Regions from separate parts of the Mus musculus genome. Here regions 1 and 3 are each linked to region 2. A link is a contact called in public Hi-C and promoter capture Hi-C data. All regions are on one chromosome and are shown on one strand. Each heading gives the region's core, a stretch centred on a gene start, on an enhancer-like site or on the middle of the called end of the contact. The rest is flanking DNA. Distances are from core to core; before and after follow the strand shown. Region 1 has its middle 26 kb from the start of Gm30931. Region 2 overlaps Acsl1 (acyl-CoA synthetase long-chain family member 1). Region 3 has its middle 18 kb from the start of Gm30880.

Region 1 (4,040 bases), core at 47-2,546, 160 kb before region 2:
GGACCTGTTTAGAAATAGTTCTTTGGAGCAAATCCAATCTGTGTTGTCAGGATATCAGCAGCTCAGTTCACAGGAATCAGCAGCCACAGCTCGCTCCACTCACAATCACCATTCACAAACCAGCAGTGGCAGCTCAGGCCAGAAGAAACCACAAGGCTCTGCTAATCAGTTTGAGTCCATGGAAGCAGAAAGAAGCCAAGGGAATACCAGCAGAAGTTCTTTGGTGTGTTTCTCTCTCCAAAGTCACAACAAACAATGGCCAGCAAAGAGTGGCAAGGCAAACCAATACCACCAAGTGTCATCAGTGAAGACCAGCATCAACAAAGCCTAACTATGGCCAGCAGAGTGGCAAGACATACCAGTACCACACAGCATCATCTGCTGTCTGTTGGGTTATATTTACACCCTTTCTAAACATCCTATGTTCTCTCAAGCATCTGCCCTAGCAAACATTACATGCATTTGGGGGGCTGCTTCCAGACAAATACCATGTATCTTTTCTCAGCAAAACATCCTCTCATGTGTCTACTTCAGCAAAAACATCCTCTCCTAAGACAGTTTCCTGAAGAACACCACATGAAGCAACCGAGTCTCCCAAGAAACGAGACATTTCCTCTTCAAGTTTAAATGCTTCTTTTTATAACTTGGTCATGGTGTCTCTTCACGGCAAGAGAAAAGTCGCTAAGTCGCTGCTATAATTCACAGTCTCAGGTGGATGTTTCAGTAACTCTCACTACAGCAGGTGAAAGCAGGCAGTAAGTGGTGACACACGAGCTCATCAATCAGTGACATCAGGGTATTTGTCAGCCCAACAGCAACAGAGTACACACAAGAAAACCACGTGTACAGAAAGAATATTTACCAATGTAGACCACATTCTATCTGCAATACACGTCTCATGTCTCAGTCAACTTTAAAAGACTTTAGACAAAGTATGTGCTCTGGTCACAATAAAACTAAACAAGAACTCAATTACAGAAAGGCTTCTCAGAACAATTTGAAAAGCGTCTTAAAACTACGTGAGACCTTTCAAACACTTAAAAACTAAATAGCATGATTCTGAATATCCCTTGACTCAGGAAACCAGATAAATCAGAAAGTGGTTTGAATTGAAGAAGACTGGAAATATAACACATCAGAATCTATGGGGCACGATAGCAAAGCTATGGGCTAACAATGTAGGAAAGAAGTGTTCGAAACCAGTCATGTCTCACTTTTTACCAGGCATTAGACGGAGTAGCACACACTGAGTATGAGAGGGTGAAGGGAAGTCCACTGGGTAAGAACCACGAGTGCGTGGAGGGGGAAATGTCACTGAAATGGAAAAAGATGAAATGAAACCAAAATTGATGCTGAGGTTAATAACATGTATGAATCAAAAGCAAAAGAGAAAGGAGTTATAAACTACCAACACGAAGAGAGGAGACTCTGCTGGGGACTTACTACACGGACGCAGGGTTTCTGAGGGGAGCCTATGTCTCACAGTAGGTATTGCAATATCTAGGGACTGGAGCCTGTAGATGTGGCTGCAATGCCCACATAGCACATGAAAAGAGGGACATTGCTGAAAAATCCCTCAATGTATAAGACATGCCCGCTTAACAAGGACTGTCAAGAACAAATGTCCACAACCCCTATTAAAAACTGCATCAAAAGGACAGTAACTTTAAAACACTAAATAAAAAGTGTAGTTGAAACTGACAGTTTTTTAAAAATTAAGTGGGGTTTTTATTTGTTTGTTTGTTTATTTGGTTGGTTGGTTGGTTGGTTTGTCTGTGTTTTGAGGCCAGGTCTCACTATGTAGATCTGGCTGCTCAGGAACTCACTATATAGACCAAACTAGCTTCCGACTCTTAGGTGCTGAGATTAAAGGTATGTGACACCATACCCAGCTGAGACAGACACATCTTAAGAAAGATACCAGCTAGCCGGGCAGTGATGGAGTTTGCCTTTAATCCTAGCACTTAGAAGATAGAGGCAAAGGACCTCTGTGGGTTCGAGGCCAGCCTTGTCTGTAGAGTGAGTTCCAGGACAGCCACAGTTACAGGGAAACCCTCTCTCAACAAAACAAAACAAAACAAAACAAAACAAACCTCAAAACAAAAAAAGACACCAATTATAAAAACTTACACAAAAAGCCTCCTGCATAAAACAGTTGAAAATAAATCTTTTAAAAAAGAGATGTTAGGAGATTCCACTATGTGTGTTAGAGACTAGTTCTTGGGAATAGGCAGCCTGACCTACAAAGTTCTTGGGAACAGCCTGGTCTACAAAGAGAATCCCAGGACAACCAGGGCTACACAGAGAAACCCTGCTTGTAAAAGACAAAACAGCAACAACACAAACAAAACAACAATTAAACAGACATCCAAAACGAAGTCATTTCTCTTAAAGACAATATTTATGACACTCCCGCTTCCTAGTCTACACTTTCAGACATGGAAATATGAGAGTGGGTGCCTGGTAGGTTCCAAGTCGGTCACTGCTCTCAGCATTCGACAGTACAGGCTCCATCCAGTCTTATGCTGTCGTCAGTGTGCTCGAGTGAGGAAATATTTAGAAATGTGTGGATAGAAAGACTGAATAAAGAAACCCTCTAAAGAGCCCCTGAGCAGTGGGGTGGGACACCCCACACCCCAAAACTCCACCAGTCCTGAGAGTCAGCTGTGTGTACACCTGAGCTACTGTGAGAACCCCTGGGTACATTCCCCAGGAAACAGCCAGGGTCAAGAACGCACAAGCCATTCCCAAGGCTGTCCGCCTCCCGTCCAAACAAACATCTCTTGCATTTCAAGCTAGGTTTCCCATCCTCGATTTAGACTTCAATTGTGTGGTATCCACATTCCATCTTTGGTAACCACCCAGCTGTAATTAGAAGAGCAGGTCAATAAACCGTCCATGTTACTCATCGTGGCTGAGGACAGAGCTCAGCTGGGAGAGGGTTTGTCTTACCCAGTCTTACCTCAGCAACACCACAAGCGTTTCTCCTTTGCATCACCAAACGGAAAACACAAAGAGATTTCACTGTAAAAAGTGACCGTTTTCTTAGTCAGACAATCTCGGAGAGTTTTTCCCATAGGACATATGTGTGTATACTGTTTACACGTGTGTGTGCAATATGTACATGGAATTATATATTGTATATATACACACTTTCAAAAAACTAGAGTGGCAGACTGTCGGTAAAACAGTACTAAGTGAGGCCTGAAGAGATGGCTCCGCTGTAAAGTGCATTTGCTGCTCTGGCAGAGGACCTGAGTTCGGTTCCCAGCACATGCACCACCGCTTATAAACCTCTATACCTCCAAGTCTAGGGGATCCAAGAAACTCTTCTTGCTTCTTTGGTACACATACATAGATGCAGGAAGGCAAAACATTTATGCATACAAAATGAGGAAATCTGGAAAAAAAAAAAAAGACAGTACCAAGTTTCCCTGGACCCTTAAACCAGATGCAATGGTTGAAAGTCCCATATGGCAGGCAGTTGAGCAATGTCTGAAACAGGGAACTGTCATTACTCTCCAGTTTGTCATTTTATCACAGGTAACTAGCTTGTCCATGGTTCAGTACAAAGCCATTTCATCACCACAAGGACCTAGTTAGTGCAGCCTCTTTTAGCCACCCCCTACTGTAGCTGGTCTTTGATGCTTCATGAGGTTTTCCCATGCTTTATGCTTCTGATTTCACCCACTATAGATAGGAGAGAAAGAAGGAAAGGGCAGAGAGGGAGAGAAAAGAGAGAGAGAGAGAGAGAGAGAGAGAGAGAGAGAGAGAGAGAGAGAGAGAAACACTACCACAACCAACTCCCCCGAACCACCACCAATCCCACTTCTTAGGGCCCTTGAATTTATATACCCATTGAAAAATTCCCAGAATTCCAAAGTCACACAATCACAGAAACTCTCTGCAGCCAGCAAAATGATGCCACTGCATATTTTTGAGAATGAGGCCATTCACAGTCGGCTGCGGCAATGCAGCCCCACATCCCGACACTTGGGATTAAAACAAAACCACATTCTCATAAAATTTCTGTGGTTTTT
Region 2 (4,164 bases), core at 1,355-3,854:
TGTTGCACGCAGATGTTCTCAAAGGCCGAAAGACGATGTCATCATATCTTGGACTCAAGTTGCAGATGGTTGTGAGCTGCCATGTGGGTGTGGGAACTGAACTTGAGTCCCCTACAAGAACAGGAAATGTTCTTAGCCACCGATCCACCTCTCCAGCCCCCAGTATGTGTGGTTTTTGAAGTCCATCTTAGTATGAAGTGGTTGCTTCTTATTAAAATAATTACATAAGTTCCCTGAAAAACAGTTTAAAATTACAGATAAACAGAACACTGAAATAATTTTACTGTTCAGTATATAGGAATTCTGACCTTTTTCCCCTTTGTTTATAATGGGTTTACATCTGAGTTTCAGAACTCAGAGATCTTATGAATAGATCTCTGAAAGAACATGCTTTGCTTTTTTAAAAACTGAAATGTGAAACTTTAAGTTTAAACATAGTCAGAGTCTGGGAACCCAGTAGTTCTAGACACGTTGTTACACAAAGCATTGTTCTGTGGGCCTCTGTTGGCCAGAGAGACAAACCCTGCTCCTTTCCTGAGGTGTGCTGACACCTGGCAACAGTTTGGGGCGCTGACTGACAGGGCGAGTGCTGCTGTGCTCTTTCCACTTGGGAAGCAAGCGAGTACTGCTTGCTGGTGACCTGCCGTGCAGTCCTGCTCCTCCCGGCTCACCTGCTCCATCCTATCAGCTTCACATAGATGCTGAGCTGCAGGAGTCCACACTCTGGTACTGATGCTGCTCGTCCCCACTCACTCTGTCTCCTAGCTCTGACCGTTCAGCACCAACACGGGGCTTCTGCCTAAGTTACATCTTTAAGTTTTCTATGACCGCTCAGGGTGGCAGGGAGGATGTGAGTACACCCACTGTGGACCCATCAGGAAAGGCACTACAGCCCTGGCAAGTGGTTCTACTGAGGATGGCTTAATCAGGCTCTCTTTCAAGAGCCCTGTCCCTGAATGTGTGGTTGCAGCTCACTCATGAGCCTTGGTGACATAAAGGCCAATCTCTCCCTTGGGGCCTGGAGAAACACCCACCCACCTGTTGCAGATTGCTGCTTCTGCCGTTCAGTTACTGTGAACAGACATTAAAAACAAAAAGGTTTTATGAGGGTGAGTTGTTTTAAACCACTTTCCTACTTGATATACAAGATCTCTTATTTTCCTCATCTGTCCTTACTAAGTTTGAGTTCCCTTTAGCCACTGATACAGGAAATGGTTTTTTAGAGGGAGCCAACTTCATAAGTTCCTGAGGAATGTTGACAGTCAGTTTGAAGACATGGAGTTTCCTCTGGACTTGACAAGAAGGACCTGGAAGATAGAGACCTCCACATTTTATAACTGAAAAACCATAAATATCGTCCCTGTCAAGCCCTGCTCAGAAGCTATCTGTCGGCCTGGCCTGTGGTGTTCAGTGTTGGCTGGTTGTGTTAAGCCCTGGGGAGGAGAGTGGGTTGCTATGGAGAGGAAGGTTGGGTGGCTCCAGGTGGATCAGAAGGGTCAGTGCCTGGAGCCTTGGGACTCAGCTGGAAGTTCTTCTGAAAATGAATAGGCTAGACCTGTGCATTTAGCACTCAAGAGGCTGAGATAGGAGAATCACAAGTCTGAGGGCAGCCTGGGCTACAAATTGTAGCAAGATCTGGTCAAAGCAAAAAGAAGCAAAGAAAGATAAACGGTGGCTAGATTCTGAGGATGCAGATTGAGAAACTTCAGAATCCAGAGGCTGTGTGTGTGTGTGTGTGTGTGTGTGTGTGTGTGTGTAGGTGAGCTGAGGAAGGCACAGAGTTGTGAAACACCAGTGCTTCTGTCTGTCCTGAACCTACCCTCAACCCAGACTGGACACATATGGCTGGAGGGAAAGTTGGCCCACCAGTGAGGCTCAAAGGATTGGGGACAAAATCTGCTGCAGAGTGCCAATGAGGACTCTGTGGGAACCCCTGAGTCACTGCAGAGAGCCGTGGAAGAAGAGAGGTTGGCTAGTGCTGAGTGCATTGCCTGTCAAGTTAGGCTAGGCAGCCTGGGACTACCACCAGCCATAAAGCACTTCAGGGGAAACTCGGGTTTGTTTTTTCTCCAGTTATTAAAATGTATAAATTGGAACAAATAAAATTTTATGCTTATAGGTCTTTAGACTATCGGAACTTTAAGTAGAATTTGCTTCTGGTGACCAAACCACAGGCCACAGCAGACTCAGTGTCTAAGTTTGCTACTAGGTGGTGGTTCAGGTTTGGATTCAAAGCTGCTAATAGCAGAGCCGGCTCCTTGGGTATATATAACTCAGGTTGGATGACTTAGCTCCACAGTAAATGATATGAAATTTGGGGTGCATGCTAGCTGATCACCCTCATACATGATAGATCAAAACTTAGACATTCATACCTTGGGCTGTGTGTGGCTAATGACTCTTCTTTGCATGCTAATCGTATGTTCCAGAAAGTCTCATGCAGAGGGTGTGGCTTTTCCTGCAGTCCCCACTCCACCCACTGAATCCAGTTGTCAAACTTGCATTCATCCAACAAGTACTTAAGCTTCTGCCACATGTACACAGTACCGGGGCAGGACTAGCTTCTATCAGTGTGAAGCCTCCGTCCAGTGAGAGGAAGTGTGCAGGGTGTTCTGTCTGTGACAGAGGTCAAGTGCCATTGTTAAAGTAGGTGCTCCTGTACACACTGCAACAAGGAGCAGCCGACCTGGTCCGTATTTAGACAATTCCGTGGAACATGTTACTCGGTGAGATTTCTCCATGTGGTTGGTGGGAGCACTCTTTCCCATACTCCGTCTTCCCCCATGTATACATGGAACAGCCCACTTACAAACTGCACCAGCACTTTCTTCAGCACAAGAGAGCAGGTCATGGACTTGTACATTTTTATGAAAACATACTTACACCACACTTGCAGCAATAACACAAGTCCAGACCTGTGCAGGTAACGAGGCAAGATCCCAAAGACTGGCCATGCCCGTCTGAACCAGGAAGCCAGTGACAAGCTCTGAGCCAGGGAGCCCTGGCCGAGGAGGACAGCATTCAACAGTGATGAGAGGCAGACGGCCAGGCTCAACCATGAGTGGAAGGTGTTGTGGAAGGAGATGGGGGTTGGGTCTTGGTGTCTCTGGCTATCTCCGACGCAAGCCTGAAGGTCTGCAGAAATGTCAGAGCCACTTAGTTGTAAGATGAGGACAAGTGATTTTTAACTGAAGGGGAAGTAGCAGTTGTGTACTGAGCGAAATGGAGCGGTATTAGGAACCACGGCAGCATGTGGTTATTTCTGCAGCTATTTATAAATATGACATAATAAATACTGCCCGGCAGTCGTTTGTAGATGTAAACTAATTCTCACCTCTATGGAGTGTTGGGACAGAGAGCAGTTAGTGGATATGTACAGGCTGGAGGTCTCAGGAGGACACGAGGTTTCAGAAGAACCCCTTGGTACGATGAGACTCTGGTTTTCTCTCTGTCATTGTCTGCGAGCCCTCTTCTCAGGTCACCACTTTCATTGGCTTACCATTTGTCACTGTGGGGTCCTTCTCAGAGTTTCCCATGGCCTGTTTTCCCCTGTCTTGATCGCAAAATAATTGTGTAAGTGGTGAAATAAAGACGAGCTAAGGTTTGCCCTCACACCTACCCAGAGAATTTGTGACCACATTTTCCTGAAGGGTGTTTTGGCATCTGGTAGTGTCTACAGCAGGCAGTCTTCATGAGCCAGGTGGGATAGGAGGGAGAGGAAGTGCTCAGGGTGCTCTGATCGCAGAGGTGCTTCTGCAAGCATGTAGACATCACTATTTTCATACCTTTAGGTAGCTTTAGCACCTTTCAAAACTTAGCAGGCTTCTTAATAAATTATGAGAACCTTTCTGAATACTGTCTTCTCATACCCACCCTACTGAGGGTATGAGAGCCTGAGGCTAGGTGTTTGTTCGAGCAGTCTGCTGACTTCAGAGTACACGCAGCAGACGCCTGGGGCTTTGACTTAGGAGGGAGGAGGAAGGGTCCGGCTGGTAATGGGCAGTGGCAGTGGGCTGGGGTTCTGTGGGGATGCCTGGGACTCAGGACAGATCTCCTGACCTTCACACAGTGCTGGGCTGCAGAGGGATTGGGAAAGAAAGCAGTTGAGTTTATTTTTTTTAAGATTTATTTATTATATGTAAGTACACTGTAGCTATCTTCAGA
Region 3 (3,935 bases), core at 1,095-3,594, 230 kb before region 2:
TCTCTGCTCTACTCTTTGTCCCTGTACTTCCTTTAGACAGGAACAATTCTGGGTTAAAATTTTGGAGGTGGGTGGGTAGCTCCATCCCTCAACTGAGGGGTTATGCCCTAACCTCTGAATATGGTCTCAACAGGTTCTCCCCCCTCCCTTTGTGAGGTATTTCAGCTAATGTCATCCCTGTGGGATCTTGGGAGGCTCTTTTGTTCCTGGCATCTGGGACTTTCTGGTTGCCACTCCCAGGTCCCCATCCCATTGCTACACACCTCTGTTTAATTTCCTGACCCTCTAAATTCTTAACTCAGAAATTTTAACTCTAAGTCCTCTGTATCTGTTTGGAACCAGTAACATGATAATCAGATTCAATTTACAGCTCACATGGAAGTGTCAAGCTTTTTAACATGCATAGCCAGCTTGCTGGGGCAGACGACTTCATGAGTATAAAAGCAGATGAAGGCACTTGCTAGTCAGGTTTGCTCTAGTCTTCTGCTGTAAGAAACTAGCCCCATGGATGGAAGGGAAAGAACAAGTTAGATAGTGAGAACCAAAAATGCAGAGAGGGTCAAAGAATGGACACAGTTGCCTAGGGAAAAGCTTAGTGATGTAGGTAGGTAGGGCGAACCACAATGGGGCTTGAGGAGCATTTGAGGAAATAGATTAATAGTCCTGATTATTATTGTTATGCACATGTCAACCTGATGAAGCTACACCCTTTAGATATCGCTGTTATTGTTATTGTCAACTACCTGGATAGAAGTGGTTTATTTTTTTGGTTTTTGGGTTTTTTTTTTTTTTTCCATAAAAACACTTAGTCAGACATGATGGATATTCATTTAGTCCCAGCACCTGGGAAGCAGACTCAGGCAGATCTCTGTGAGTTTAAAGTCAGCCTGTGAGTTTCCAGGGCAACATGGGCAGTACATCTGGAGACTCTATCTTGGCGGGGAAGGGGGACGCTGTATCGGTTAAAGTGAAAATAAAAAGAAACAGAAAGCAAGCAAGCCCACAAATGTTGGTGAGGATGTAGAGAGAGCGAAGCCCTTGAGCATTGTTGGTGGGGATGTAAGATGATAGGTAGATGGTGCCACCCAGGTGTTTGTCAAAAATTGAACAGAGATGTGCCGTATGCCTAGCGACTATCCTTCCAGGTACGTACCCAGAAGAATTGGGAGGAGAGACTTTAATCGACTCACCCGGATCAATGTCCATAGCATCATTCACCACAACACCAACAGCCGGAAACCACCCGAGTGTCCATTAACAGGTGAGCTGGGAAGCACGGTGCGGTAGATCCACCCAGTGCAGTAGTATTTTGTGCTTCAAATGCTGCAGGCTTCTGAAACGTGGTTCTACGTGAAAGAGCCTTGGGCTCGTTATACTGAAGGGAATAAGCCAGGCACAAAGGGACAGCTGTTTGATTCCATTCATGGGAGGGCATAAGAAGAGGTAAACCATAGAGACACAAGATCAAATAGAGATTATAGGGCTTGGGAGAAGAGAATGTTTAATGTTTAAAATACGAAATACCTATTGGAGCTTATACAAAAATCCTGAATTGGACAGTGATGGTGCTGAGTTATGATATTGTTGAGTGTGCAGAACGCCAGCGAGATCACACACACACACACACACACACACACACACACACACATGCACACACACACCCCGGCAGAATCAACAAAGAGGCCCCAGGGACAAGGCTAGAAAGAGTCATAGCCGAGTTTCTTCCTGGTTCCTTCATCCTTTGCTTCACACATACCAAATTTCTTCTCTGTCTTTGCTCCCCCATGCTCCCCTACTTTCAGGTGCTGGTTTGGCAGCATGGGAAGGCGTTCCCATGGAAACCAAATGGACCGCATTGACCTAGGGAGGCAGAAGGTGAAGGGGAGATGGTGATGCTGGGCTGAGGTCAGGGACAGGAGGGAGCAGGCTTACTACATGTGCTTCCCATGAAGGGATAGGATCTTGCCTCTGAAAGAGGAATAGCGGGTTACTATTATCATTTATTATTGCTGCTATAATAGCTATTATTAACTTTTGTGGTGCTGGGGATTAAGTCCAGGATTTACATAAGCTAGGCAAGGACTCTAACTCTGACTCACCCTCCATCTGAGTAACAGCATCTCAATAAATACATAGGACAGCTTTTGCCAGGCATGAAGACGTGTCTGGGGGTGGTGGGGGCGAGGACTGTAGCATCTACAACACAGAACCACTGGAGTGCCCCTGCTGTGGGCAGCTCATTCCAAACCTTTTATTGAAGTTTATGCTTTGTTTTGCTGGGGGCAGGGAGGGGGAGGGGAAGGTTTGCTTAAACTGTCTTTGTGTCTCTCTAGGGAATTCTTCCCTTCCCTTGAAGACAAGAGCAGCCTCATCCGGCTGTTTGCTGTTACTGGCTGGGGACCAGTCACTTTGCCTTGTTGATGACTTTTCTGCATTGAGAAATGGAAATAATCACACCCACCTCACAGATATAAAGTATTCTGGGAGAGACAGATGTGAAACGAGACACTCTAGAGCAGCAGTTTTCAGCCTTCCTAACACTGCGACCCTTTCATACAGTTCCTTATGTATTGGTGACCCCCCACCCCTGACCATAAGTATGTTTTTGCTACTTCATTACTGTAATGTTGCTACTGTTATGAATCATAATGTAAATATCTGTGTTTCTGGTGGTTTTAGGTGACCTCTGTGAAAGGGTTGTTTGAACTCCAAAGGGGTCACGACCCAGGATGAGAAACATGTCTCTACAGAGATTGCTTAGCACAACTCTAAGATTTCAATATCTCTTGGTGATGTGGCTTACTGCCGTTATTATAAAGAAGGTGAACACTGTGCGTGTTTGAACCAAGTGGGCACACTCAACCTGATAGATTTCCTGTCCTAGATGCTCTGTGTCATGTCAGGATCCACAAAGGACAACTTTTGAGTTTCTTTAACTGTCCTTGAATCACATGATAAGGCATCACAAAGTCAGAGCACCTTTGGGTGTTCTGCATGAGTGGTTAATGGAGGAGGTCCTCTAATATTCCATTCAAAAGCAAAATACTTTAATGATAACATTCAGGGTTCAGGCTGTGAGTATCGTTTGAAAGGTTATACTAACACATTACAAACAGCATCAGTGACATGGCTTGTCATTGGTCAAATTGGCACTTGAGACCTTGTAACTTCATCTTGGCTAACTCCTTTCTGATAATAAACTATTCTCTGAAGGGCCTTTTTTAAAAAAAAGATGTATTTATTTATTTTGTGTATGTGAGTACACTGTAGCTGTACAGATGGTTGTGAGCCTTCATGTGGTTGTTGGGAATTGAATTTTTAGGACCTATGCTCGCTCCAGTCAACCCTGCTCACTCAGATGGGCCCCGCTTACTCTGGTCAACTCTGCTCGCTCCAGCCCAAAGATTTATTTATTAATATACATAAGTACACTGTAGCTGCCTTTTCACACACCAGAAGAGGGAGTCAGATCTCATTGTGGGTGGTTGTGAGCCACCATGTGGTTTCTGAGATTCGAACTCAGGACCTTCAGAAGAGCAGTCAGTGCTCTTACCCGCTGAGCCATCTCGCCAGTCCATTCTAAAGGGTATTACTGTGTTGATATTTTTAAAACCCTGGATTAGGTTTGCTTTTGTTTTTTTTTAAAGATTTATTTATTATTATACATAAGTACACTGTAGCCTTCTTCAGACACCCCAGAAGAGGGCATCAGATCTCATTACGGATGGTTGTGAGCCACCATGTGGTTGCCGGGATTTGAACTCAGGACCTTTGGAAGAGCAGTTAGAGCTCTTAACCACTGAGCCATCTCTCCAGCCCTGTGTTGATTTTAAAAATAAGATTATCCTAAGGACAGGAGAGATGGTCTGGCAGTTAAAATCATGTACTGTTTTGTTAGAGGACCTGAGGTCAGTTCCTGGCACCTATTAATTATA

The links. Promoter capture Hi-C pulls out the DNA fragments that hold promoters and counts their contacts. A called contact is a pair of places that touch in the nucleus more often than the background predicts.
Region 1: a contact with region 2 is called in a Hi-C map of bone marrow-derived macrophages, with 24 read pairs. The contact joins two enhancer-like sites. A contact is called at or near these places in 1 of 15 datasets of contacts at CTCF or cohesin (large pre-B cells), 9 of 484 Hi-C or Micro-C datasets (CD4 T cells, the G1E-ER4 cell line, bone marrow-derived macrophages and 4 more), 9 of 115 datasets of contacts at active chromatin or transcription factors (bone marrow-derived macrophages, embryonic limb bud, embryonic stem cells and 4 more) and 3 of 9 other capture datasets (embryonic stem cells, liver and pancreatic islet).
Region 3: a contact with region 2 is called in a promoter capture Hi-C map of the C10 cell line. The contact joins two enhancer-like sites. A contact is called at or near these places in 4 of 39 promoter capture datasets (the C10 cell line, cranial neural crest and embryonic stem cells) and 1 of 115 datasets of contacts at active chromatin or transcription factors (large pre-B cells).

The regions. Positions count from the first base shown.
Region 1 is chr8:46,335,200-46,339,239 of GRCm38.p6, forward strand. No RefSeq gene overlaps it. Among named protein-coding and RNA genes, the nearest start is that of Gm30931, 26 kb to the right of the region's middle. Within about 2 kb of position 1,297, at least 34 of the 459 cell types and tissues checked have an H3K27ac peak or open chromatin away from gene starts, as enhancers often do. A contact at or near this core is called in bone marrow-derived macrophages, where this site is marked.
Region 2 is chr8:46,494,542-46,498,705 of GRCm38.p6, forward strand. The region is part of intron 2 of Acsl1 (acyl-CoA synthetase long-chain family member 1); the gene reads left to right. Among named protein-coding and RNA genes, the nearest start is that of Gm31050, 26 kb to the left of the region's middle. Within about 2 kb of position 2,605, at least 71 of the 459 cell types and tissues checked have an H3K27ac peak or open chromatin away from gene starts, as enhancers often do. A contact at or near this core is called in bone marrow-derived macrophages, where this site is marked.
Region 3 is chr8:46,264,632-46,268,566 of GRCm38.p6, forward strand. No RefSeq gene overlaps it. Among named protein-coding and RNA genes, the nearest start is that of Gm30880, 18 kb to the right of the region's middle. Within about 2 kb of position 2,345, at least 1 of the 459 cell types and tissues checked has an H3K27ac peak or open chromatin away from gene starts, as enhancers often do.